Regions from separate parts of the Mus musculus genome. Here all the other regions are linked to region 5. A link is a contact called in public capture Hi-C and promoter capture Hi-C data. All regions are on one chromosome and are shown on one strand. The core of a region is the stretch at or near the end of the contact, and the rest is flanking DNA. Distances in the headings are between cores, read along the strand shown.

What was found. Promoter capture Hi-C pulls out the DNA fragments that hold promoters and counts their contacts. Capture Hi-C pulls out chosen DNA fragments and counts their contacts.
Region 1: a contact with region 5 is called in a promoter capture Hi-C map of pre-B cells, with 2.5 times the contacts expected there. The contact joins the promoter of B4galt3 here to the promoter of Nuf2 in region 5. A contact is called at or near these places in 2 of 39 promoter capture datasets (neutrophils and pre-B cells).
Region 2: a contact with region 5 is called in a capture Hi-C map of embryonic stem cells, with 4 times the contacts expected there. The contact joins the promoter of Lmx1a here to the promoter of Nuf2 in region 5. A contact is called at or near these places in 3 of 39 promoter capture datasets (embryonic stem cells, hippocampal neurons and liver), 1 of 115 datasets of contacts at active chromatin or transcription factors (astrocytes) and 1 of 9 other capture datasets (embryonic stem cells).
Region 3: a contact with region 5 is called in a promoter capture Hi-C map of pre-B cells. The contact joins the promoter of Atf6 here to the promoter of Nuf2 in region 5. A contact is called at or near these places in 5 of 39 promoter capture datasets (the C10 cell line, the HPC-7 cell line, HPC-7-derived erythroid cells and 3 more), 1 of 484 Hi-C or Micro-C datasets (forebrain) and 1 of 115 datasets of contacts at active chromatin or transcription factors (large pre-B cells).
Region 4: a contact with region 5 is called in a promoter capture Hi-C map of pre-B cells, with 3 times the contacts expected there. The contact joins the promoter of Dusp12 here to the promoter of Nuf2 in region 5. A contact is called at or near these places in 4 of 39 promoter capture datasets (the HPC-7 cell line, cranial neural crest, liver and 1 more).
Region 6: a contact with region 5 is called in a promoter capture Hi-C map of pre-B cells, with 4 times the contacts expected there. The contact joins the promoter of Ufc1 here to the promoter of Nuf2 in region 5. A contact is called at or near these places in 3 of 39 promoter capture datasets (cranial neural crest, erythroid cells and pre-B cells), 2 of 484 Hi-C or Micro-C datasets (double positive thymocytes and uterus), 1 of 115 datasets of contacts at active chromatin or transcription factors (astrocytes) and 1 of 9 other capture datasets (liver).
Region 7: a contact with region 5 is called in a promoter capture Hi-C map of second pharyngeal arch cranial neural crest, with 8 times the contacts expected there. The contact joins the enhancer-like site here to the promoter of Nuf2 in region 5. A contact is called at or near these places in 8 of 39 promoter capture datasets (the 3T3-L1 cell line, 3T3-L1-derived adipocytes, cranial neural crest and 4 more) and 2 of 115 datasets of contacts at active chromatin or transcription factors (astrocytes and large pre-B cells).

The regions. Positions count from the first base shown.
Region 1 is chr1:171,268,746-171,272,427 of GRCm38.p6, forward strand. It overlaps B4galt3 (UDP-Gal:betaGlcNAc beta 1,4-galactosyltransferase, polypeptide 3), which reads left to right and starts at 1,583. Exons shown (of 8, transcript NM_020579.2): 1 at 1,583-1,669; 2 at 2,458-2,628; 3 at 2,962-3,256. The coding sequence starts at 2,998.
Region 2 is chr1:167,687,936-167,691,639 of GRCm38.p6, forward strand. It overlaps Lmx1a (LIM homeobox transcription factor 1 alpha), which reads left to right and starts at 1,623. Exons shown (of 8, transcript NM_033652.5): 1 at 1,623-1,915. The coding sequence starts at 1,840.
Region 3 is chr1:170,865,594-170,869,259 of GRCm38.p6, forward strand. Atf6 (activating transcription factor 6) reads right to left here and starts at 2,178. Exons shown (of 16, transcript NM_001081304.1): 1 at 2,057-2,178. The coding sequence starts at 2,108. Gm9929 (a long non-coding RNA gene) reads left to right here and starts at 2,237. Exons shown (of 2, transcript XR_003948181.1): 1 at 2,237-2,321; 2 at 2,988-3,666.
Region 4 is chr1:170,884,059-170,887,536 of GRCm38.p6, forward strand. It overlaps Dusp12 (dual specificity phosphatase 12), which reads right to left and starts at 1,482. Exons shown (of 6, transcript NM_023173.2): 1 at 1,009-1,482. The coding sequence starts at 1,349.
Region 5 is chr1:169,530,026-169,533,317 of GRCm38.p6, forward strand. Nuf2 (NUF2, NDC80 kinetochore complex component) reads right to left here and starts at 1,439. Exons shown (of 15, transcript NM_001355159.1): 1 at 1,297-1,439. It overlaps Gm34624 (a long non-coding RNA gene), which reads left to right and starts at 1,552. Exons shown (of 3, transcript XR_373698.2): 1 at 1,552-2,072.
Region 6 is chr1:171,293,041-171,296,462 of GRCm38.p6, forward strand. Ufc1 (ubiquitin-fold modifier conjugating enzyme 1) reads right to left here and starts at 1,962. Exons shown (of 7, transcript NM_025388.3): 1 at 1,881-1,962; 2 at 1,594-1,787. The coding sequence starts at 1,716.
Region 7 is chr1:167,927,960-167,931,681 of GRCm38.p6, forward strand. No RefSeq gene overlaps it. Among named protein-coding and RNA genes, the nearest start is that of Lmx1a, 240 kb to the left of the region's middle. Within about 2 kb of position 2,277, at least 61 of the 459 cell types and tissues checked have an H3K27ac peak or open chromatin away from gene starts, as enhancers often do. A contact at or near this core is called in second pharyngeal arch cranial neural crest, where this site is marked.

The DNA.
Region 1 (3,682 bases), core at 333-2,832, 1.7 Mb after region 5:
CAGAGGCTGAAAACATTCTAGGCCTAGATTAGGTTTATAGATTCTAGAAGTTTCCAGGACTAGGCCTAGATTAGCAGGCAGAGGCAGTAAGCATCAGGGAGGACAATCTGAGCAGAGAATGAGATACTTTTAAGGAGGGATGCTTGGTAAACTGACTTGACAGGATCCTTACTGCAGGCAGATGGTGGTGATCAAATATCAAGGGGTTGGTGGTACAACACTTGCTTGTTTGGCTTGGTAGGATTCTTTCTGGCAAAAACTGTTAAGGCAGGCCCAAGATAGGGCCAAAGATACGATCTAGTTAAGAAGAGGGCTCAGCACAGTGTGTCTAATGTTTGGTAAAGAATTAGTTTTAGCAATATAAAAAAGGAACATATGTTTATAGTGTTTAACTCCTGAAGGAACTGGCTTTACAGAACACACATTTACAGATGAGAAATATAAAACCAAAGGAGGACATCGAGACAAACTTTTTTTTTCTCTTCATGTGATAATTTACTAGACAGGACAGAATTGGAATGCAAGTCACCTACCTATACTGTGTTGTAAAATAAATTTCTTTTCTTTTTTCTTTCTTTTTCTTTCTTTTTTTTTTTTTCAAGACAGGGTTTCTCTGTGTAGCCCTGGCTGTCCTGAAACTCACTCTGTAGACCAGGCTGGTCTCGAACTCAGAAATCCACCTGCTTCTGCCTCCCAAGTGCTGGGATTAAGGGCGTGCGCCATCACTGCCCAGCGTAAAATAACTTTCATGAGAACAATTTTTAAAGCGGGATATGCCGCAGACAAGTCTTTCAGGTTTCCCATTAGACATGACTATTTCTGAAAAGCCTGCCGGGATCGCAACATATATGAATGAGGTGACCTTTCTGGGTCATTATGATCATTGCGTTGTATTGTTTGTGTGTAGCCCCTCCGCACTCTCCCAGCCCCAGCGCCACCGGTGTACACCGCAGGAGATGGTGCTCTGTTTGAGGCAGACACCCCAAGTAATTGGTCTTATTGTTTCCTCAGCAATAAATATTTGTTTCTAAGAAACAGTAAGCTAGGGGCTGGAGTAAGCCACAGGATTAAATATATCGTTGTAGGGTCTATTTTAGTCTAATATCTAGAAAAACATATTTACATCGGAGCCTATGCTGCCTTTCCCTCCACGTTGTATGTTTCACTGTTAGCTAACTTCCATTTCAAGGTCTGTGAGATACCATGGGGATACAAAATGCGTGTTACAGTAGCTTTAGTGAGGAACAACTTTGATACTAAGTAGCACTAGACTACAGGGGACGCCATTAACACACTGGGGTAAGGGCTCAGCTGATCCCTGGGTGAGGTAGTCCGAAACGTAGAAAGTGTCTCTTAGCTTTACTGAAAAACAAGGGCTTTGAGCTGCTGGGTTTTTAAAACTGAGGTGAGCGATGGAACCCCGTTAGGAGACTGCGAAGTCGAGAGGAAGCACCGGGACCTGAGACTTCTCTGCACCACCCATGTGCACCTCCGCGGTGCGGGCCACCAACTAAGGACTGGCAAGCTTGGAGGTGAGGGGCCTCTGCGCCTGAATCTCCCAAGGCTCCGCCCCGTGACGTCAGGCCCCGCCCCAGCGCCCGCTTCCAAGATGGCTGCAGCGATACCTGCCCGGTTGTCCGGGTGGCGGTGACGACGGGGAGCAGACCAGGTATGGTGGGCTGGGGACCACGGAGAGAGAGAGTCCTCGGAGAAAGGTTGGGGAGGTCGGGGGCGGGAAGAGAAGAAGTTCTGAGTCAAGGCTGAAAAATCAGATTGAGCACGGACAGGGTCTCGGATGGAAATGTGGACGCGGGCCGGTTGCTTTCACATTGCACAGTAGGGGCAAGCGCAAGAGACCGGGGTGGAATGGGCGTGTTCGAGGAGAATGGGGTTCTGATCCCCTTCCCTTCGCGTGCAAGGCTCTGACCGACCACGCCCTTCCAGGTGAGCCGGCCCAGGTCTTGGGCCGATCCTGTCCCAGCCCTTCCGCTCTGGTCCCTTCACCTGGAACGCTCCTCCCCACCCCCACTAATGCTAGAGAAAGGTGGAAAGGGGAGAGGACGCCACCCCCACCCTTCTCCGGGCCACGCTCCAGAGCTGTTGCCTGCGGCTCCCAAGTGACCAAGCACCCTATACCTGCGGAGGCGCTCCCCGGTACCTAAAGAACAGAAAGAACCTGTTCCCTATTTTGTTTTGTTTTCTGGCCACTCCAAAGTCCCGTTACGTATGTCTTGCCTCTCTAATAGTTGGGGTTGCTGTTGTTTGGTGCCTTCATTCATTTCCCTGTCCCCACGCCCAAACCAGCTCGTTTTGTTGGAGTATAGAGGGTTAGTTACGGACCTGACACAACCCAGCTGCAGGTAACCTGAGAACCTAGGAACTTTCACTTTCCAATCAATCACTTTCCCTCACTTCCCATGATGGCAAAGCTGTTTCTTCCCGAACTCTGTTGTACAGGTGACTGGTTATCCTTGCTCATTTCTGGTTCCCGCTGGTCCCAGATTGGCTGTTGGAATGCTTTTTTTCTGGCCCCTGTGACAGTTCCAATTTGAGATAATGCCTCATATCTCTGCTCCCCGGGGACCTCCTGGAGCCCCCACGATCCGGAACAAGGCAGCGTGAACACAGGTACGTGTGCGTCTCTTCTCTCAGAAAGCCTGAAAGGACTTCTGAAGTGTACTTGGAACTTGAATGATGTAAGCCTTCTTGAGGGTAAAGATACAGAGTAGCTGCTGCGAGTGCTTTGGGAGAAGTGGGTGAAACTTGCTGGTAGTTGCTTACCTTTCTTTTTAATTGTTATTCATTGTTGATCGATCACACCAGTGTTCCTTTCTGTGACTTTGTTCCCTGCCTGTCTTTTTTTTTTTTTTTTTTTTTTTTTTCCTTTCCCTGGCCTCGCTTTCATCTCCTTACCTGCTGCTGATGTCTCTTCTGGCTTGCTCTCTTCCTGTTTGCTTCCAGAAATCCCTTCACTCCTTACCTAGCTCTCAAGTCAGGATGTTGCGGAGGCTGCTGGAGAGACCCTGTACATTGGCCCTGCTTGTGGGCTCCCAACTGGCAGTGATGATGTATCTGTCACTAGGGGGCTTCCGAAGTCTTAGTGCCCTGTTTGGTCGAGATCCGGGCCCAACATTCGACTATTCTCATCCCCACGATGTCTATAGTAACCTCAGTCACCTGCCCGCAGCCCCTGGAGCTGCAGGGGCTCCTCCGGCTCAAGCATTGCCCTACTGTCCAGAAAGATCACCCTTCTTAGGTGAGTAGAAAGGAAAGACGGTGAAGAAGAGAACAAGGTTTGGGGGTAGGGAGTCTTGGGCAGGCATGCAGCGAGCCTTAGACTAATGGACTCTAAGGTGGGCCGATGTTGTGAATTCAGAGGTAGGCTCTTGGGTCACAAGCTTCCCATGGCCTGCCTGTTGTATGGGCTCTTCATACCCTAGGGTGGGAATCATTTCCCCTGTAGATGAGTCTTGGCTTAATTGGGTAGTTCTTTTTTGTCTTCCGCTGTAGCTTCAGTGTGGGACAAGAGGAAGTTACATAGTTCCCTAAAATAAGACCATGATTAGTCTAAGGTAGAGCCTGCCTGCTGCAGTTTTTGGCTTCCAGGAACAGTCTTCATGACGGGAAATCTGAGGCTTGTTAGATTTCTGAGTGAGCTGCTGGGAAACTGAGCTCAGAATCA
Region 2 (3,704 bases), core at 373-2,872, 1.8 Mb before region 5:
AGGCTGGAGGGCTGTCGCTGCAGAATGTTATGAATCACAGGGAATTAAAAACTGCCCCCAGGATCTTCTTTTCTAAGAAAAGTCCCCTTGGCTGACTTCTAGTCTAGCATCCAGCCAGCAGGATAGGATAGAGGGAGCCTGATTCAAGGTTTGGCCATGGGTCCCATTATTGCATTTCCCAGCAGTGAAGTAGTTTCAGCCAGAAACGGTGAGTTGAGTTTTAAGCCAAAACAAATTTGTAAGTTGCAGGAGCAAGTGGGTGAATGAAAATCCGAAGAGCTTGGAGCTTCTGGTGCCAGAGTTCACAAAGCAGAGAGGATTGGGGTTGGGGGCTCTAGGCGATCCCCGCGACCTCCAGGTGTCTGAGGTTAGTCATCACTTACGGTGCAGATCCGAGAGCAACCGGATCCCCATCCCGCCCGCGTGAAGTCTAGGTGGCACGGATCTCTGCCGAGTCTGGGGTGTAGCTCCCCCGGGGCAACCGTTCCACGTGGAGAGAAGGAAAAGTTTGGCGCGTCCGGGAGGTCCGGGCAGCAGACTGGAGCATCAGGCTGTAGCCTCGCGGTGGGTCGAGCAGCCAAGCCGGGGAAACAGAGCACCGCGGGCCCCGCCACGGGACGCGCTCCCAGGCCCCCGCCCTGCGCACCCCACCCCCTTCCCGGGCCGCGCACGCAGCCAGCGGCCACTGTCAGAAACCGCCCGAGCCGCCTCGAAGAAGGCAGGGCGGACTTTGCACCCAGGACCCTGGGCCTCCGGTTCCACCGCCGATCTTGGAGCAGCCGCCTGGTTTCCCCTTCCCGGCTGCAGAGCGGCGCGTGTTGGCGGGACGTCCCGAGGAGGATCGGCGGCTTGAGGCCACGGCCCGGCCCCACTCCGGCGCGCCGAGGAGCGGAATCGGGGGCCGGCGTTCGCTCCTGCTCTCTCCCGGGTGCGCCGGAGTCCGGGCGGCTGCTCTGGCTGCAGCCTAGGGGACGCCTCCTCCCTCCGCCAAAGCTGCCCGGCGTCTCCCGGCCACTTCGCGCTGCTCCGGACGCTGGGCGCGAGCTCGCCCATCAGGTAAGGAAGGCTGCGGGGATCCTTAGGCTCCGGCTCGGGCGGGCGTGTTTCTGAAAGTTGATTTGAAATGCATCCAAGAGTGAACCGGGCCAGTCGCGGCTCCTCCCCAAGGCGACTCCTTTGCTCCTGCAGACGTTCCCGGCACTGGCCGACCGGCGGGAGGACCTCCCCGCGCGCCCCGCACGCCTACTCCCGAGCGCCCCCCCCCCACCCCCCAAGCAGAGCGCTGCGCCAGGAGTACGGAAGCAGGCGGGACAGTCTCCGAGTCCCTTACTCTGCCTCTCTCTAAGACAGGTGAGGGTCGAAAGTGAGTGGTGGTGCCACTGGGATATCGGACCTGGTTGGTCCCGGCTTGGCCCTGGCTCTGAGAGCAGGCGTACCCCCACCCCATCACACAGAGTACCATAGTTCTAGTGGTGGGATCCCTAGGGGCCACATTAGTATAGGATGGGGCGGAGTCGGTCTTGGAATGGGAAACCTGGGGACAGGGGTGGGGGTGGGGGTTAGGAGAACGCAGTTAGGGGGCGGAGGCCTTAGCACATAACGCGTTGACTTCAAGTGAAATCAGAGCCGTCCGAGCAGTTCACGGTGGCTCTTCTCTCTCCTCCCACCTTACATTTCCCTTGTCTGGACTCTACCCTCTAGGCTCATTCTTGTCGCCCTGGACACTGCTTCTGTCCTGTCCCAGGAGAGTGGCAACTGAGGGTGCGGAGTCCCAACAGGCACGGGAAGCTAGACTCAACCGTTCCTCCGCTCTACAGGTCCTCCTGGCTCACCCCGAACATGTTGGACGGCCTGAAGATGGAGGAGAACTTTCAAAGTGCGATTGAGACCTCGGCATCTTTCTCCTCTTTGCTGGGTAAGTGTTCAACCGCATGCTCCCTAGAGCATCCTCCTTCTGCCGGGGCCGGGAGCTCAGTACGTCAGGTCTCTGATACTGGGTTAAGCGACCAGACTAGCACCCTCTTCGCGCGCACACAGAGGTGCCCACAATCTCTGTCTTTCCGTGTCCATCAGTCCTTTTGAGTCGTCCCTACCTAAATACAACCATCAAGCCTCCCCAGGCTTCACGAGTTCAACATCGAATTCCCCAAAGCCTTGAGGGGCGGGCGAGCATGTTCACAAGGCATTTGAGTGGCAAGTGATTAATAATACCCAGGGCTGGATTTTTAATCACGGAGCTGATCGACGGCTCATAAATGCCACCGGTTTCTCAGAGGCCTGTGTCCTAGCATGAGAGATCCGAGGCCCAGAGCGCCCAGGTTCTTCTCTTCCCCCACCAACTGCAGCCCCAATTTTAGTATTGGGCATGGCCGAGAGGCTTTTCCGGGCTGGTGGGCAGCGCTGCGCTGGGATTAGCTTGCACGGCGGGGCCCTTGCCTGGTCTTTAATTAACTGAAGCCGGACCCCTGTTCCGCAAGCTTGGTATCCCTCTACCCCCAACCCAGCCACTTCGAAGGAGCAGAGAATAGAGAGATCCAAAGAGTCATACCCATGGGTCTTTCAGAGTTCAGGCTTGTTTTGCCAGTGTCTCTTCAACTCTCCCTTTGGAATTTTCAAGTTTGGAGAAAAAAATGTTTTGTTTTGTTTTGTTTTTAAATTTTCTTTCTTCCTGTGTTTCTTCCCGCTTCTTTCTGAAGGAGAGATTTTTCTTTTATTTAAACCTCTTGCCTCTTTCTCTAACTTTAGAACCAATAGAGTGGGGCTGAAAAAATTTCGATTATAGAAACCATGTCCAGAGAGAAATCGCCCACTCCACCCCAACAGTTCAGAGGAAACGAAATTACAAAACCCATGCCCTCTTCTTTCAACCTCCCTTTCGAAATTGTCAGGATTTTCTCCCCAGAGCAAGAAGGAAGACGCAGGCTAGAGCCTGTGTGCGGACTCAGGCACACTGGGTTTGGTTCTCTGCACCATGAGACCCGCGACCCATCCTATGGTTTGTCCCAACCATAGGATGGGGTGCTGAGACCAAGACAACAGAAATTTACAATTGAGAACGACCACTTTCTCCCCAGGCCTTCTTGCTGGCTTCCCACCACACAAAACGACCTGTCCAGCTTACAAAGCAGAAAGTGAGATTAGTGTAGTGGTATGGAGAAGGATCGTCCCTTTGGGACATCACAGACAAGAGTGTTCTTGTGGGACAAGGGCTTCTTTAAACGGTTGTGAAAATTGTCAACAAAGGCGGCCAAGTATTTCTCCCTTGCTTGTTGGGGGCAAGGGGGGGGGCTGGAACAAGACCCGAAGGGAAAAAGTCAAAAAGGTCAAAGGGTAGGGCAGAGAAGATTCTCTGACTGAGCTAAGAGGTTTGTTGCTCCAATCAGCGCTTCTGAGCGCAGAAGATCTAGAATTCTCTGGCCAGCACCCTTCTCAGGGTCTCTGCGCTCAGCTATTATTTTTCCCCATCTTGACGTTTCCTAATTATGAAAAGCCACCTGCAATTTTCACGCCAAACAAGACATAGGAGAGATTCACTAGTTTGCACAGTACTGAGCTCACGTAGGGAGAGATGGTATTTTTCTGCCCCCGCAGGCCGCCTTTTATGAAGAAAACAGAAAATGATAATTTTCCTTAAAAAAATAGAACTCAGTTGCAAGCAAATTATTATCGATCATTTAAAAGTAGTCAAAGGACACAAATACAGT
Region 3 (3,666 bases), core at 928-3,427, 1.3 Mb after region 5:
GAGCAGTTTCGACAGAGACCACAGGACAGTGATGCCTAAAATAGCTGCTCTCTGAACCTTTTCAAAAACCACTTGCAGATGTCCGCTCTAAGTGTCATTAATCACATTTAGAAAATAAAAAAGTAGAAGTACATCCCATCGTACCCTGTGCTGAGATAACGTCCTTCAAATTGTACAAGTTGTTCTTCATAAGAAATACCAATTATAAAAGCCAATTTTTAAAATTTAACAGTACAGCTGTTAAAATTACTACTAAATACATCAGTAAATTGACCAAAAATTCAAAACAGCAACTACCAAAGAACCTATTATTTTATTAAGAAGCCCTAGTAGACAGTAGTGTTCAACTCTAATGCCTGCAAAATCTATCCTACCTACTGAACACCTGAGGGAATAAAAGTACTGAACCAAGAGACAACTGTTAACAGTCTGAAAAGGGAAGGCTAAAAAACATTGGGGAAATGACATATTCAAGAGGAGACAGGGCAGGATACCTGAGAAAGGAGTCAGTCAGCTGACTACAAAGAACTGCGCATTGTTGAAGAATCAAGATTAGGAGTTAGGAAAATGCAGCTGAGAATCAGACTCTAGGACAAAAACGATACCATCAGGAAGTGCCTTTTAGTTATACTTTAAGAAATGCCACAAACATAATGGTCAAATGATTGAGAAAACTAATTCTAATTGTAACTACCCAACATATCTAAGTAGACTTGTTAAGAACATTAGCATTAGGAAGAATCTAGGCTTGGGGGGGGGGGGGGGAGCAAGTGTTACAGAGTAGAAAAACCAGAGGCACAGACTTCAAAGTTAGATAAGCCTGGTTCTGATCCTACTTTATCACTTACTCGTCTAAGACTCAGAGAACAGATTCTGTCAACCTCTGTTTCAACATCTATAGGATGGCGGGACCTCATTGGACTGTTATGAACATAACATAAATAACACATGTAGTGTGCTTAGCAAAATAAAGTCCTAAACAAGTGACTGCTGTTACTATAACAAAAGCATTTAGCTGGGGAAATGAACTGGAGAATGAACATTTAAAGGTTTTTTTTTTCCAGAAAGTTGTCAAAATCGGCCCAAAGATTAAAATAAACCTTTTATAGATTGTAATTGTAGAGAGCATCTGCCACTGTTAAATTAAACTAGGATTCCAACACTTCCTAGTTGAGGGCCCACTCATGTTATAGTGGAATGTTAGTCCATGAAAAAAAAGTGTCCCCAAAACTGAAGGACAATGTAGTCTCACTACAGGATCCATTGAGCCACCTACAGAACTCCATTCACATATTAACACACATAATCCTGTTAACATTCTGTCTTGAAATCGAGAAGGGACTATCAGCTTTCTCTAAGGATTTGGATGCCAAAGCTTGTTCCTTGTCATTCTCTGGTCCATCCTTCCTGAACACTAAAAATAGACTTAACAAGAGATTTCAGAGCTGTGTTTGGACAGCAGTCAGGATTACATCAGTTTGTGTTAGATCTAGTAATCAGGGACACGAGGTCAGGTGCTTGGGAGAGTTTCTTCTTTGCCAATTTGGATCTATGTCTTAAACCAACAGTTCAAGCTGGGAGCCAAGGATTTTCTTCTGTATTTTAACCAAGTTTTCTCAACATATCTCGTACACGTTCAGTGCGCGCGCGCGCACACACACACACACACACACACTCACACACACACATACACACACACACACTCAGCGCTCCCCAGCCACACGCCCACAGTCTGAGAAAATAGCTTGGAGCCTTTGGGGCAGCTACAATCATCATCCTACTAAGTTCTGGTCCCTCACGATCACCTGGAATTTCCACCAGGAACACACGCTGAAAAACTACAGCAATTTCAATTAGAACATCATTCCATTATTGCTACGGCCAGGACAGAAGCCCAGAGGCTCTGCCAGCCTCTTCTACGACCCTCAACCCGTGGCCTCGCTCCCCGGACACGGGTCGTCCACACCTGTCACCGCCACCGGGCGGAAATCGGGAGGAGAAAAAAACCCGCAGACGCGGCCCGACCTAGCTCGGGTACATTCGCAGATCCACTCACCCCAGTCTTCATCTGGTCCATGAGGAAGAACCGGACTAAAAGGCGACTCCATGGCGCCGGCAACACAAGCCGGCTTCCCCGAAACAGACACCTCTCCCTCACAACTCGGATGGGTGAGTAACCTGAAACGGCGGCGGCCGGAGGACAAAATAAGCTGAACGCTGACACGGACGGTGGCCGGGCGGAGGCAAACTATCTCACCGCACGCGGGAACTGGGATCCAAAGCTAAGGAGACGTCAGCAGATAAGCAAACTCAATAGACTTGTGAGTAAATATTTCCCTACGAGGATTTCAGCACTTTCTGTCCCGCTGTGGGGTTTTGTGGTTGTTCTTTTTTGTTTCTCTCTCCCTCTCTCTCTTTTTTTTTTTAAATTGAGCGAAGAGCACGCAGATTTTACCGCTTTGTTAAAATTCGCTGATAGTACTAAAACTGAAAAGTCTCCTGATCATAGTGGCTTGTTCTTTGTGCTTAATACTACGATATAGACATCTCAGAACGAAATTAGAAATTGACAGTAAACCTGATTCTGTATTTATAAATGCTTTTCAATCGCTGTAAAAATTTTCCACGTACACGGTAAATAAAGAAAAATACAAATTTCCGACATGTGTTAGAACCACTCCTTTACTGGGACAGAATCCGAGGTAAACTTTCTCACAAATAATACTTGTAGAAAACCCACCTTCAAACAAATTTAAACAAAGAAAATATATAAGATAAATTCTCCATGTCCGCACTTACCTCCTAAAGAAGAGTTTCTAAAACTCGCAATAAGCTGTCAATCTCTTATTACTAAAATCCAAAATTCTAAATATTTTTAGAGAAGAATCATGCATCACGGATTCCAACTGGAAAATGTGAGCAATTTGAAACAACAGTTTCGAGAACCTACTTAGTGTTGTTTACTTTTCGGTTTTACTCGATTTCAGTAGCCAGGGACTGCATTCAAACCCAGACGGTGAATGAACACGGATCCCTCTAGGACCGAGAGGAACTTTTCCCATGGTTACAAACAAACATAAATGCTTCCCAGAATCCTCCGAGCTCCTCGTGGCTGCGGTTACTACCGATTGCGATTGCGGAATGCAACAAGGTGAGAGGAAAGCCAGGTCAGAATTCGTGAAGTCCGGCTGGGACCACACCCGCATACACACGTGCAATGCACCGCCCGCGCGCACATACATACATATATACATACACACACATACATACACACATACATACACACATGCATGTGCAATACGCAGCACGCGCGTGCACATACATGCATACATACACGAACACACGCACACTCGCGATTCTGAAGTCCCCCTACGACAAATGACATTCCTTTCGTCGTTGGAATTATATATATATAAATTTTAAAAAAAAAATTTTTTTTTCGAGACAGGATTTCTCTGTGTAGCCCTGGCTGTCCTGGAACTCTGTAGCCTCAGAAATCCGCCTGCCTCTGCCTCCCGAGTGCTGAGATTAAAGGCGTGTACCACCACCGCCCAGCCTTTAGTCCATTTTTTATATTTACTTTTACCATGTTTAAACCTGTTTGTAAATATATATGTTGAGTGTTGGGGAATTTCTTTTTTAATTCACATAAATGTATAACACGGA
Region 4 (3,478 bases), core at 232-2,731, 1.4 Mb after region 5:
AAGAATGTGAACCGTTTTTGTCTTAGTCAGGGTTTCTATTCCTGCACAAACATCATGACCAAGAAGCAAGTTGGGGAGGAAAGGGTTTATTCAGCTTACACTTCCATGCTGCTGTTCATCACCAAGGAAGTCGGGACTGGAACCCAAGCAGGTCAGGAAGCAGGAGCTGATGCAGAGGCCATGGAGGGATGTTCCTTACTGGCTTGCTTTCCCTGGCTTGCTTTCTTATAGAACCCAAGACTACCAGCCCAGGTGGGTGGGACCTTGATCACTAATTGAGAAAATGCCCCACAGCTGGATCTCATGGAGGCACTTCCCCAACTGAAGCTCCTTTCTCTGTGATAACTCCAGCCTGTATCAAGTTGACTCACAAAACCAGTCAGTACAGTTTTCCTTTGGTCCGTGAATGTTTCTCTAAACTTGCCCGTCACGTATAACTTTGATTAAAAATCCTCCAGCATGGTTTCACACTCAAGGTGTGCAGCCCTCTGGACAGAAGCAGGTGGACATCTGTGCTTTTTGAAGCCAGCCTGCTCTACATAGCGAGTTCCAGGCCTGCCAGATCTATACAGTAAGACCCAGTCTCAAAAAACAAAAAGTCACATGTTTTTCCCTTGTTAATCACAGTGGCCTTTAGGGCGAGGAAGTATCACGTATTTTCACCCCAATACATCTGACCTGTATTACATTCGCCGGCTTGAGTGTCTGACTTCTCTTACAAATCTGATAAACTTTAACCTAACCCCCAAAATATAGACAAGCAGATAGAACGATGGACGAATGGACGGATAGATGGATGCACAGACAGACAGACAGTTGCTGCAAGATGAAATCAAACAAAACACTAACCAAGGGCGGGTTTTGGAACCCTCATTGGAACCACACACCCCAAGGGAAGATGAGGAACGAGGGTCTTGGCTCTGACAGCCTGGAACCTCCACTTTTGGGCGCCTCTGCAGAGAGGCGAGACCCGGTGCAAGGCACCGCCCCCCTGCACGTGGCACTCACCAGTGCACCAACACCGCGCGGCCTTCGGAGCGAGCCTGGCCGATGAAGGCCACGCAGCGATCCAGGTGGCTGAGCAGGTCGGTCTCGGGTTTGTCCAGCGCCGGCACGAAGAGGCTCCGGAGACCTTCGAACCCAGCCCCAGCCGGGAAAGCCGGTTCAGAGTCCACCGTCAGCACGGCGGTGATGCCCGCCTCCCTCAGATGGCCCGGTTCCGCCACTGCCGCTGCCCCACCCAGATACAGCCCGGGCCGCACTTCCACGGCGTGCCCTGCCGAGCTGGCGGGACTGGCAGTCGGAGCCTGGCGCTCGCAGCCATGGTTAGAACCCTGCGCTTCCAACATGGCAGAGCCAGGAAGCCAGGCAGCCGCTGCCCGCCACCAAGTCACCGGCTAGAGTGACTGACTCCTGTGTCGGAATAGCTCCAGCCGCTCAGCAGCGCCGTGGGAGGACCATGGCAATAGGGAAAATGACTGCTTCTGGGGAAGGTGATGTGAGCCGTGCTCGGGCTGTGTGCTTAAATAAGCTCCATTTAGAGCAGCTTTTCCACCCAACCTTCTAAAGTCCAAGGCAGAAAAATAAAGTCTCCATTCATCCGTTGCTGGTAGGACCACAAACTTGTACAGTCACTATGGAAATCAGCTTGGAGGTTCCTCAGGAAAATGGGAATCTATCTCAAGATCCAGCAAAGCCACTCTTCCTACCATTTGAGACATTTGCCCAACCATGTTGCCTATTGATGCCTCATAATAGCCAGAAATTGGAAACAACCTAGATGTACAACAGAAGACTGAATAAAGAAAATGTGGTACATTCACACAATAAGGTATTACTCAGCCATTTTAAAAAAAAAAAATAAAATTTGCAGATAAATGGATGAAACTCGGGAAAAAAAAATCATTCTGAGTGAGGTAACCCAGACCCTGAAAGACAAATCTGGTATGTATAAGCTTATATGTGGATATTAGCTGTGATAACTGATGTGTTAAAATAGAGGCTCGAGTCTGAACACAGTACACTGGGCCCAAACAGTTCCACGTGTAAGAATTTTATTGGGGGATGGGAGGGAGGTGGCGGCAGAAAGAGAAGTGAGGGAGGGAGGGAGAGGGAGAGATGGGGGCAGCTCTGGAGTGGGATGTTCTTCTTGAGGCTTTTGGGGTAGAGAGGGAAGAGCTTAGGCGGAGGGTAGGACTTTGTTGAGATATTTAGGGATGCTGTATAATAAAGCGTTTACTTATCTAAGCCTAAGTTACCGTGCTGTTGTAGCTGATCTGCCTTCTGTGATCCTCTGAGGCCAGAAACTACAGTTTCTGGCAACTAGCACCTCTTCTTCAAGCCACAAGAGAGATAGATAGATATGTCTATCTCAGCAGGAACTGCTGGGCTCTAACTTTCAGCCTGCTAGTCCGGTCTCAGGAAGAGAAGACACTTAGATAAATAATTATAGAGTTTATTACCAAGTTGTAAAAAGTTTCCTATGAAAGCTATCTAAGGGGAAAAGCAGAAAGATCCTGAGTGGGTAAAGGGAAAAATTCTCTAAGTGGGGAAAGGGAAAAGAATCTAGTCTAAGTGGGGAAAGGCAAAAAAGTCTCCTCTATTGATCTTAGCTCTCCATTGATCTTAGTTCTCTATGATTCTTTCGTGTCTCTTTGTCCTTGGTACTTATACGTCTTCCAGAATACATGATCACATGTTACAAGTTCATCACAAGTTCACACAAAAAATCAAATCATAAATTGAAATAGAAGTTTACAGCAGAGAATGTTTACATGCATATCCATTAGGAGTGATTATCTAGCTAAACATCGATCACCTGTCTCAGCTCCACAGGTTCACTGAAGGTTTAAATCCATAAGTTATAAAGTGAAGGTTTGTATAGATAAGCCCAGTTGGTATTTTATCTTCTGTCCTAGCACCTACAATAAATTGTTAGTTGCCTTTTAATGACCTTTGGTTAATTGTTTTACAACCTCTTGGAATGTGCTCTGAGTAGGAGAAGGTCTGGTTACCATCTAAGAGCAATTAACTGGTGATACTTGGGAGAATGACAGATTTCTCATTGCAGCTTTGACTATCAGAAAAGGACCTAACAGCAGTCCTGTTATAAAAGAGCTTAATAATCAGATATAATTTTAGGAATTCCTATAGGATCATCATGAAGACTTAAGTTATCTATTTGTCTATATAGCAACACGACAAGATCTTCATGGATCTGCAGAGATCTGCTCCAAAAGGGTGTGCTACTACTTAGTGATTGTTATATATATTTAATAGTAACAGAAAAAGCATATTAACAGGAAAAGCATATTAATAGCAGGAATCTTTCCTAAAATTAGTCCCTCACAGCCTTGCTTAATGAGGGCTCACCTGTTGCAGATTATATAATAATCCAAAGCAGGCCACTTCAGGATGATCATCTGCTTCCTATTATGGCTCCTGACAGAGTGGGGGGGGGAGAGAGAGGGAGAGAGAG
Region 5 (3,292 bases), core at 189-2,688:
TACCTCTAGGAGCTCCCATTTCTCCGTTATATGTAACACTTCAGTGCTAAGCACAACATAACTTACATTATATACAACTGGCTTTGCAATGCAAACTTAAGCAAGCAACTCCCAATTCTGAGGAACTAGATAAAGCATTCCTGGAAAATACGGGGAAGGCTTTGTGTTACACCCACGTAGATCCAGGTACATTCAGCTCCCTGACTTTTGGATTATGATATTTTCGCCTTTTGATAAATGGTTCTTGGTTTAATCCAGAGATGGTGGCGCAATGGAGATACATAAAAAATTGGCAAGCATTCAAACAAGTCACACTGACGCCATTCTTGTGGCTCATGCCCGTAAAGTCAGCACTTGAGAGATGGGAGGTGAGAGACTCCCAGGACTCATAGGAAGGGACCTTTGATGAAATGCCCGGCAGTAGGGAGAGGGAACTTATAGAGCCCACCTCCAGCAGAAAGACAGGACATCAAGTGAGGGATGGGGTTGCCATCCCACTGTCACACCTCTGACCCATAATTGTTTCTCTCTGAAAGAATTCCAGGGATGGAAATGGAGAGGAGCCTGTGAAAAAGAAGGTCCAGTGACAGGCCCAAAGTGGGATCCAGCTCAAGGGGCAGTCCCAAGGCCTGACACTACTACTGAGGCTATGAAGCGCTCACAAAAAGGGATCTAACATGACTGCCCTCCGAAAGACCCAACAAGCAGCTGAAAGAGTCAGATGCAGATATTTGCACCCAACCAATGGACAGAAGCAGCTGATCCCTGTTGTTGAATTAGGGATGGCTGAAAGAAGCTGAGGAGGACGATCCTGTAAGGGGACTAGCAATCTCAATTAATCTGGATCCCTGAGATCTCTCAAACACTGGACCACCAAACAGACAGCATACACCAGCAGATATGAGGCCCCCAACACACATAGAGGACTGCCGGGTCTGTGTTCATTCAGAGATGATACACCTAACCCTCAAGAGAGTGGAGGCCCCAGGGAGTTTAGAGATCAGGTGGGGTGGGGGCATCCATGTGGAGACAGGGTGGGGAGGGGAGGAGTTTGGGATGTGGATCAGTCGGAGGGTGGATGGGGAGGGGCGGGGAATGGAATATGAAGTGTAAAAAAATTGAATTACAAATAAAGTTAAATAAATAAATAAAAAAAGGCTAGTCTCAGGAATATAGGGGTTCGAGACCAACCTGGGATAGATGAGCCTGTCAAATCAACACACAAGTTAGTAAACCCAGATGCCCCGATCCTTGGCCTTGCACCCGGCCCTCCAACGCTCACCCGCTCAAACTCACCTGGAGGCCTAGCAGCTCACGGAAAAACAGTTAAAAACCGAGCGTCCAACCGAAAGCCGCTGACCGTTGTCATTTTTCAAACCGGCCGCCTTTTTTTGTGAGGCCGGCCCCTTTCCGCACAGCGCGCTTCCTTCGCGACGGATGCCGAGAAGGCTCAGAAGACCCACGGTGGGTGGGACTTGACGAGTTGCGCAGCGAGCCAGGCTCCAGATCAGCGGAATCATTCTTCAGGGTTATAGTTTCTAGCCGGAACCGCGATTCCGCCAGACCAGGAAGCGCAGCAGTTAGGGGGAGGAGTTCCGGGATGTGTTTACCGGGTTGTCCCAGACTGGAACTTTGCCTTCAGCGTACCTGATAGCGAGCAGGCAGACAGACGGTTTCTAGCCCCTTCTCTTAGGCTCAGAGAGTAACAGGCAATAGAGGATGTGTTGTTCCCAAATTAATCAAAGGCATTATAGAGAATCCAGGAGTAGTAGTAACAGTCTTACTGTTTGATAAGCATTGATGGGGTCAAATTTTGACCTCACTGGATATTTGTACACATCATTTCTCCTTAGGTCCATGAAAGCTTGAGGGCGGGGCAGCGAATGGATGGATAGACATTGTTAAGGACGTCCAATTTAAATCTTTAATTTACTCACTTTGAGGACTCAATATAGGATAATAAATCTAGAAGCATAAACGTACTGGAATATGATTCTACACTTGCCAAACATGAGCAAAACCACTAGTTCATCTCATCGGTGAGCCATTTCTGTGGCTTACTGACATTACAGGTAACAAAGAATATACAGAACTCTCTATTCACGGGTGTTTTAATATCCTTTGAGTACCTTTACTACTTGATTTTTTTAATAAATAGGTAAGATTTTAATTGTTATATTCTTGAGCCAATATTATAGAACATAGTTTCATATAAGTAGATGGAACATGGCTACACTGAAAATACAGTACAATTTAACATGGAGAATTCTGGCAACGTAGCTTTATATCCGGTTTATTCACTGGGCGGCGCTGCTGCATTGATTTTAACATTACTGAGAATTTCATTCCATTTCTTTCCAGTAATCAAAACTACAGAGATAAACATCGGACACAATGTTCTGGATTAAAAATTTTTTTTTTCTAAATTTATGGGCTTTAAAGTACATGTTTACAGTCCTGGCTTAAGAAGAAAAATAGCATTGAATTCAAGTAGTTGTCTGCATTTTATTTCTCTCTAATCATTCTTGTTAATCTGTTTGCCTCTTCAGTCACGTTCATCTTTAGGAAAGATTTTGGAAATTGAGCTATACATTTGAAATACTTTATGCAGTACTAGTCTGAAACTGTAAAATACCTAACATTCGCTGTTTGTGGTGAACTCTAAATAAATACAAGGAACCACAGACCTGGCATTGTGCTTTAACCCCTTAAAATACTTTCCTCAACGTGTACATGAAGTTATATTATTTTAATGTAGTTTATATAAACACCATTCTGAATCATCAGTCAAACATATTTAATATCATGAAAATACTTGCTCAGTGTTTTTATTAATTCAAATTTTATGTTCTAGTAAATTTCCAGTGTTGACTTTATGAGAGCCCGTGGTGTTAACAGTATTTCAAGGGAGCTGACAAGGATTTCTCAGAAAAATTTTAAAAGTAATGTACTCTTCAAACCATGGTTGTGCTTGCCTCTAATGTCAGTACTCCACAGGGAGAGGCAGGCAGATCTCTACGAGTTTGAGGCCAAGCCTGGTCTAGATAGTATTAGCCTGATCTTCATGGTGAGTTCCAAACCAGCCAGAGTTATATATAAGGAGACTCTGGAAACAAAAAAAGAATAAAACTTAATATATTCTATTTTTTGATAGAAAAGATATATAACTTCAATTTATTTGAATTTGTTACCATCTAAAAACATATTTTGAGTAAATAGACTTACATCACATTCTTCTTTCCCTTTTGTTCCCCAACTCCTCCAGGAGAGCCTCCCCCCATTCAAAACCTTC
Region 6 (3,422 bases), core at 712-3,211, 1.8 Mb after region 5:
CAAATGTGTGTGTGTGTGTGTGTGTGTGTGTGTGTGTGTGTGTGTGTGTGTGTGTGTGGTGTACGCCAAGGTGTTGCCTGTGGTATTTAAAGGACAACCTGAAGAGCCAGTTGTCCTCTACTGTGGGTTTCATGGATCAAACTAAGGTTTGTTTAGGTTTTGCAGAAGGTGCTTTACAAACTGAGCCATCTCTCTCTGGCCCTGTATTTATACTTTTAAGTTTTAATTCAAGTTTTACCACTTCTAAGAAGCCTTATCATGGCTGGTGTTTTAGCTACTTTATGGTTTCTTGTTTTCTCCACCCTTTATTCCCCAGCTTCATCCCCTATCACTAGATAGGCAAGAAAGAAAATGGAGTGAGAAGGGGAGGCATACCTAAGTTCCCTCTTGTTTCTTTAAACAAGACTACTAACAAATCACAGCCAACGCCCTGAGTAACCAACAACCTGCAAATGCTGGCAGAGCTCTAGTATTTATATACTTTCTGAACATTTCCCAGAATTCCAATTGTCATGCAATCCCAGAAACCATCTGCAGCTGGCAAAACCAGGCCTCTGCTCGAGAACAAGGCAAATCATAGTCAGCTGCTTTGAACCTGTGCCACATCCCCACACCTGGGATTAAAACAAAAACATATTCTTATGCTTCTGTTTTAAAGAAACCAAAATTCCAGAATCCTCGCTACACCTTACTCCTTCCTCCCCATGTTCTCAAAATACCCTAGTTATGTCTCTGTCTCTCCACTTAAACACAGTTTAATACTGTTTCTGTCAACCTCAGTAGGGCCATTCTTATTCGGTTTTATATACTCTCAATAGATACTAGTAACACAATAATATGTTTTATTGTTGTGGTTTGAGGCAGGGTCTCCTATAGTCCAGACTGGCTTTGAATTCATTATGCAGTCTAAAAAACGACCCGAGCTTCCAATCCTGGCTCCACATCCTGGGTACAGAGAACATATGAGCCTCATCAATTTATGAGGTGCCAGAGATGGAACCCAAGGACATCTTGCATGCTACGCAAGCACTCGCCAGTTTCTCAGTGAGGCCACATATACTGCAAGCGATCTACTGGGTTTTGAAGCAGATAGAAAGCACCAAAAGGAGGGCAATCTTTCTCTTCCCATAACAGGAATTAGCTGAAAGGATGGCTAATTTATAACTAAAAACATCTCTCTCTCTACCTCTAAACACTTTAGGTTTTCAGTCCTGACATTAATTCCATCCATTTCATCATGAAGAATGAAAGAGCAGTGATGCACAGACACTTCTTCAGGCGCTAAGAAGTACTTTGACCCCCTACCACAGCCAGCAGAGCAAGCACCTGGTGCGAGAGGGACACGTCACCTTCCCGGAATACTGCTGTTTTTTCCTTCAAAGTCTAGCCCTACTGTGCTCCTAGCCGGAATCTCTTCTGCATCCTCCCTCCGGCCACCCGTAACGCCCCCAGCCCCCCAAACAATCGCATTTATATGAATTTAGAATTTAAACTTTAAAACCGGAAGCGGCTTCCACCCGGAGCCAATTCCCGGGGACACCTGGTTACTCGCCACCCCTCTGCTACGCGGTCAAGCACAGGAGTAAAACTGACCCGGATCAGGGACTGATATTCCTCCTTTAGTCGCTGCACCCACAATTCCCGATCTCGGGGTCCGGCGTTGGTCTTCAGCACCGGGATCTCAGACACGACCCGCCGAGTGGCCTCGTCCGCCATCTTGGACCAGGGAGCAGGAAAACTGCGGAAGTGCAGTTGCTTGTCACTTACTCACGGCGTCGCCATCTTTACTGTGGGAAGAGGAGGCGTTGGATGGCTTTAAAGCGGACCCTGAATGCATTCGATTTTTATTTATTTATTGTAAGGAAATAAAATTGACCTACGGGTGTGAGCGTCCGGAAGAACAGAATGGAGGCGGGCTACTCTGTCCACCTATCATTAAATCACCGGAGCCTGCTCAGAGAACGACTTCCGTTCATGCTCAGAAGCAATCTTGGGAAAAACTCAAGACCTTCCCAAACCAGCAAAGTTGTTTGAATTTCAGGTTTTTCTAGACTGTCTTCAAAGTCCTATCTCCTAAGATGCGCAATTTAACGTCTTTGTTCTCCAGAGTGACTTCCTTACTTTCCATCCCTGTCCTGAATAATTAACACAACTGAATTAGGAAGTATGTAAGCTTGTTTGTTTTTTAAAGGACATTGGGTCCTATATACCACAGACTTGCCTCTAACACATACAAAATGGCCCGGAGCTATTGCTTACTTCAAAATTAATCTGTTTAGGTTTTAAAACCATCCTAAAGATAAAACTTTTTTTTCCAAAGAGTTACTGAATATCTTTTGTGTGCTATATATTAAGTATATAGAAACGATTTCTTCTTAGATGAATTCACCCAAATGACTAACAGTCACTGAATGCCTATTCTAAGCCTATGGCAAGTCATCTGGTAATTTGTTGTTTTTTTATTAGACCAGGCTGGCCTCCGACTCACAGATCTGCCTGCCTCTGTCTCCCAAGTGCTGGTTGGGTAATTTCTAAATTCGTTTGAAACCAAGAAACCTCAATAAGCTTGGTGGCCCACATGTGTTATCCCAGAGCTTAGGGGTCAAGATCAGAAGATTGCTGCAACTCAATTTAAAACGAACAAACTCCATATGCCACAGCTGCTGTGATTGCACACTTTCGATCCCAGCATTTGGGAGGCAGAGGACTCTAGAGTTTTAACCTTGGTGAGTTTGAGTCTACAAAGAGAACAAATTCCAAGATGGTGGTGTCACACATCTTTAATCTCAGCCCTCAGGAGACAGAGGGCTGGCAGATCTCTGAGTTTGAGAGCCAGCCTGGTCTACAGAGTGAGTTCCAGAACAGCTAGGGCTACACAGAGAAGCCCTGTCTCAAAACAAAAACAAAAACAAAAAAATCCCAAAAAACAAACAAACAAAAAACCCCTCAAAACCAAAACAACCCCCTACCCAAAAAAAGAGAAAGAAGGAAAGAAAGAAAGAAAAACAAGACATGCTGTCCTCTGACTTACATACCTATGCCGTGGCATGTGTGCCCCTTCAACTTCAATTTAAATTTATATATTTGTATGTCATGTGAGTGTTTTACCAGCATGTATGTAAGGTACCATGTGCATGCAGTGCCAGTAGAGGCATGTAAAGGGCAACAGATGCCCTGGAACCAGAGTTACAGACATGACTTCCATGTGGGTGCTGAGAACTGAAGACTGATCCTCTGCAAGAGTAGCAAGTGCGCTTAAATCTTGAGCTGTATCTCCAGTCCTCTAGGTGAAAAAACAAACACTCAAATATAGTTTTAAGGGCTGAGGACGTAGTGTAGTGTTAGAATTCTTGCCTAGAATGCACAGAAATGGAGTTGGATCCCCATTATTACATCAACCAGACCTGATGGTGAGTGTCTGT
Region 7 (3,722 bases), core at 1,027-3,526, 1.6 Mb before region 5:
ACAGAATGGATGGATTCCTCCTTATATAGTGGGAATGTCAGAATGCTTGGACCCAAAGTATAGAGGTATAGAAGAGACTGAATCGTCCCCTCCCCACCTTTGGTTCCCTGGTCTAAGGACTGGAACCAGACACTGTCCCGGCCACTCTGGGAAAGGCCAGTGCCACCTGCTGGTGGAGCTAGTCTGAGCTCACATCCTCCTCTGAGCTCCCATGGTGGAGCCAGTCCCAGCAACACATCCTCATCTGCTAAGGTGGCAGCCCTGCAGGGGGCTAATGAGAAGGGAGGTGGAAGGCAGGAGCTTCCATGGCACAAGTAATTATAGCGCCTCAAGCTGCTGACAGGGCAGTCAGCTGCAGGGCTGCTGGCAATGGTGACTGCTGTTACTGCGCCACAAAGTCTCTCCCTCCTAATGAGGTTATTACTACCCCACTGGCTGATGGGACCCTCAGGCCTCTCCTCGTTATGCCTTCCTGCCTGTAGGTCCAGGCTAGCCTTCCAGACAGCCTCAAGGTCTAGTCAGTATAGTAAAAAGGAGCGCTCGCTTGCACATGGCATTCACTTGGTGCGTCTTTGCTCAGTCTTGGCTGGCTTCTGGACTGAGCAGGGGTGTGAAGATGCCTGTAGTGCCCAGGAATCTTAATGACCTGTGCTGCCCTTTGCTGGGGCGTTGTTAGTGGCTCCTGACTGATGCTTCTCTCTCATGCCTTTAATTCTCTTGGGGGGGTCTCTCTCCATGACTTCTCACCTGGGTTGGAATGCATCCTTCCTACCAGTTCTCAGCTTCAGTGTTTTGTGTGAATCCCACTTACCTATGCTATAACACACTGCCTGCCATGGTGGTGGCTTCAGCCTGAGCCTGTAAGAGTTATTGAATGAGGAGAGGGTATGATGGGAGTGGGGGACGAGGGGTGGTGGTGTGGGGGATAAGGCACTTGCCAGCAGGCACTTCTCAAGCAGGTATGCAGGCCTGAGTTCAGTCCCCAGCACCCAAGCAAAAAGACGAACGCAATAGCAAAAGCTGCGTGGGGAGCCGGAGGCAGTCAGATCCCCGAGACTGCCTGGATAGCTCTGTATCATCATTGGTAAAGCCCAGGTCCCGGGGAGTGACCCTGTCTCAAAATGCAAGGAGGGTTAGCAGCTGCAATTAACTTCTGGCCTGCACACACATACCAGCTTGCATACAGACAAGTTAGGAGAATGAACCAAAGAGTTAGCTGCCTAGCTTGAGTGGGAAATCTACAGCAGCTTCACAGAGAGGCTCACAGAAGAGCCGTCCCTGTGCGAGTTGAAATCTCCCCACCCTCTCTTAGACACACACACACACACACACACACACACACACACACACACACACACACCATCACTGCATTTTGACAACCCTAGATCTCTTGGTTAGGATTTCTAGCTCTTTCCTGGGGTCAAGCCCATTCTGAGGGGCAGATACTGCCCAGCCTGACATCTCTCTCCATCTTTTTTTGCAAATTACCTCTCTTGCCATTCTTTTCCAGCCCCTGCCTTTACCCTACATCTTTCAGTGCTAGAACAGACAGGGAAGCTAGTATTCCTTCCGAACCTAATGACTTCAGTGGATGTCTCAAAGAGGATTTCTGGTTGTTTGACAATGACCGTGCTCCACGCCCTTTGCAGACCTTAAACCCCCCTTCCCCCCCCCCCCCACAGCAATCTCCTGGCCCTGTCTGGATGACACCGGGAAGAAAGAACAGGATACCAATGGCCAAAACCTTGGAACAAAGGCATGGACCCTGGCAGGAATCAGCCCAAGCTCTCTGCAGGCAACTCAACCTGAAGCTGCCTGGGTTCAGTGAAACGCCCCGCCGCGCTCCACCTCTCTCAACAGCTGGCCCGCGTGTCACAGCCAATTAGGCTTTGGAGGGAGTGAGAGAGAAAGGAGTGACACCGTGTATTGACCCCCGCTGTCACGGGGCAGATGTGGAGGCCAGCACGCGGCCCCCGCGCGGCCACGCCGCTAATTAATCACCTTGGCCACCGAGTCGTGACAGCGCTTTGCTTTGCGCGATGCCAGGAGCCTGGCACCTGCAGAGAGACGCACTCGCAGGCAGGGGGCCCTACACCAGCCATCCCCCTTCCTCCACTGGCCCTCCAAGCCGGGTTTCTGGCAAGTTCTCATTGCAACTGTAGTGTTAAAAGGAAAGGCAGAACAAACTTTCCAAAGTCAGTGATTATTACACACATCGCAGGGTGGAGGAGCTCGTGAGCAAGGCAGACACAGAGGGCCGTGCTCAGATGCAGAGGGAGGAGCTAGGAGAACCGAAGCAGAGCATGCTCTTTCTGAGTAAGCTTGTACAAATGGGACTGTGCACCCTAGGACAGCAGCTCCTGAGACACAAAATTGGGTTTATCTGAGCACAAGAACAGAGTTTCTTATCCTTTGTGTTCCAACTTTGGGCACAGTGTACCATGCAGACGTGCATTTATAAATAGTCAAAAAAGGAATAAGACAGCTGGCTGTTACTTTCAAGGAGCTCCTGGCCAGCTGTGGACATAGGCACACACCAGGTCATTCATTGCATGGCAGCCCGCACTGCAGAGTCTGGTGTGTTGGAGGGGTGGGCATGGGTGTAGAATAAGGGCCAAGAAGAGCGACAACAACCTGTGTTTCAACTGCAGGACATTCAAGTGATCCTGTTTGGTGGACAGGGGCAAGTCTTAAGTGAATCATACCTTATTCCTATTAAAACTCAATAGCTTTTCTCCTACAGGTAAAGTCTGCACCCAGCCATTTCCAAACTGATTGCAGACAAGGCTGTCTGGGCCAATGGGAAGCATTGGAGAAGACTGTGCATCTATGTGGGTGTGAACTTTTTGTTGTGTGTTTGTTTGTTTGTTTGTTTGTTTGTTGTTTGACACTGAGACCTATTACCCACATAGGCTTATTGGAAGGAATATCAATTCAGTGTGAGGAGGAGTGAGTTCAGGTGTACTGACTGTGGTGGTTTGAATATGCTTGGCCCACAAGGAGTGGAACTGTTAGGAGGTGTGGCTTTGATGGAGAAAGTTTGTCATTGTAGGGGTGGGGTTTGAGACCCTCCTCCTAGCTACCTGGGAGTCAGTCTTCTCCTGTCTGCCTTTGGATCAAGATGTAGAACTCTCAACTCCTCCTCTACCATGCTTGCCTGGATGCTGCCATGCTTCCTACCATGATGATAATGGACTGAACCTCAGTACCTGTAAGCCAGCCCCAACTAAATGTTGTCTAAGAGTTGACTTGGTCACAGTGTCTGTTCACAGCAATGAAAACCCTGACTAAGATACTGATCAATGTGCAAAGAGCAAGAGACTATGGAGTGTTCAGCCACAATGGGGCATCTGTGTTACCCCTACCCCAAGACTTAGGGAACACAGTGGAAAAGGTGGCCAAAATATGTCAAGAGCCAGAAGTCTTCAAAGGCTGCTGCAAAATAATGTCTTTTGGAAGCAGCAAGGCCTTTGCACTCACAAGCTCTCAGAAGCTGTAGTTTGTGGTGCAAATCCACAAATCTGATGTGAGACCAGGACAGTCAATGCCCCAACATGAAGAAGGAAGGGCTCAGGAGGCCCCATCTCTAGTTAAGGCGCTAAAGGCAATTGGCGAATACTGGAAGGGGGGTCAATTTTCTCCAGCAGTGTGGCCTGTGGTAGGGGGTTCATGTTCCAATAGACGGTGCCCCACACCCGTGCACATATAGGCAGCAGTAACTG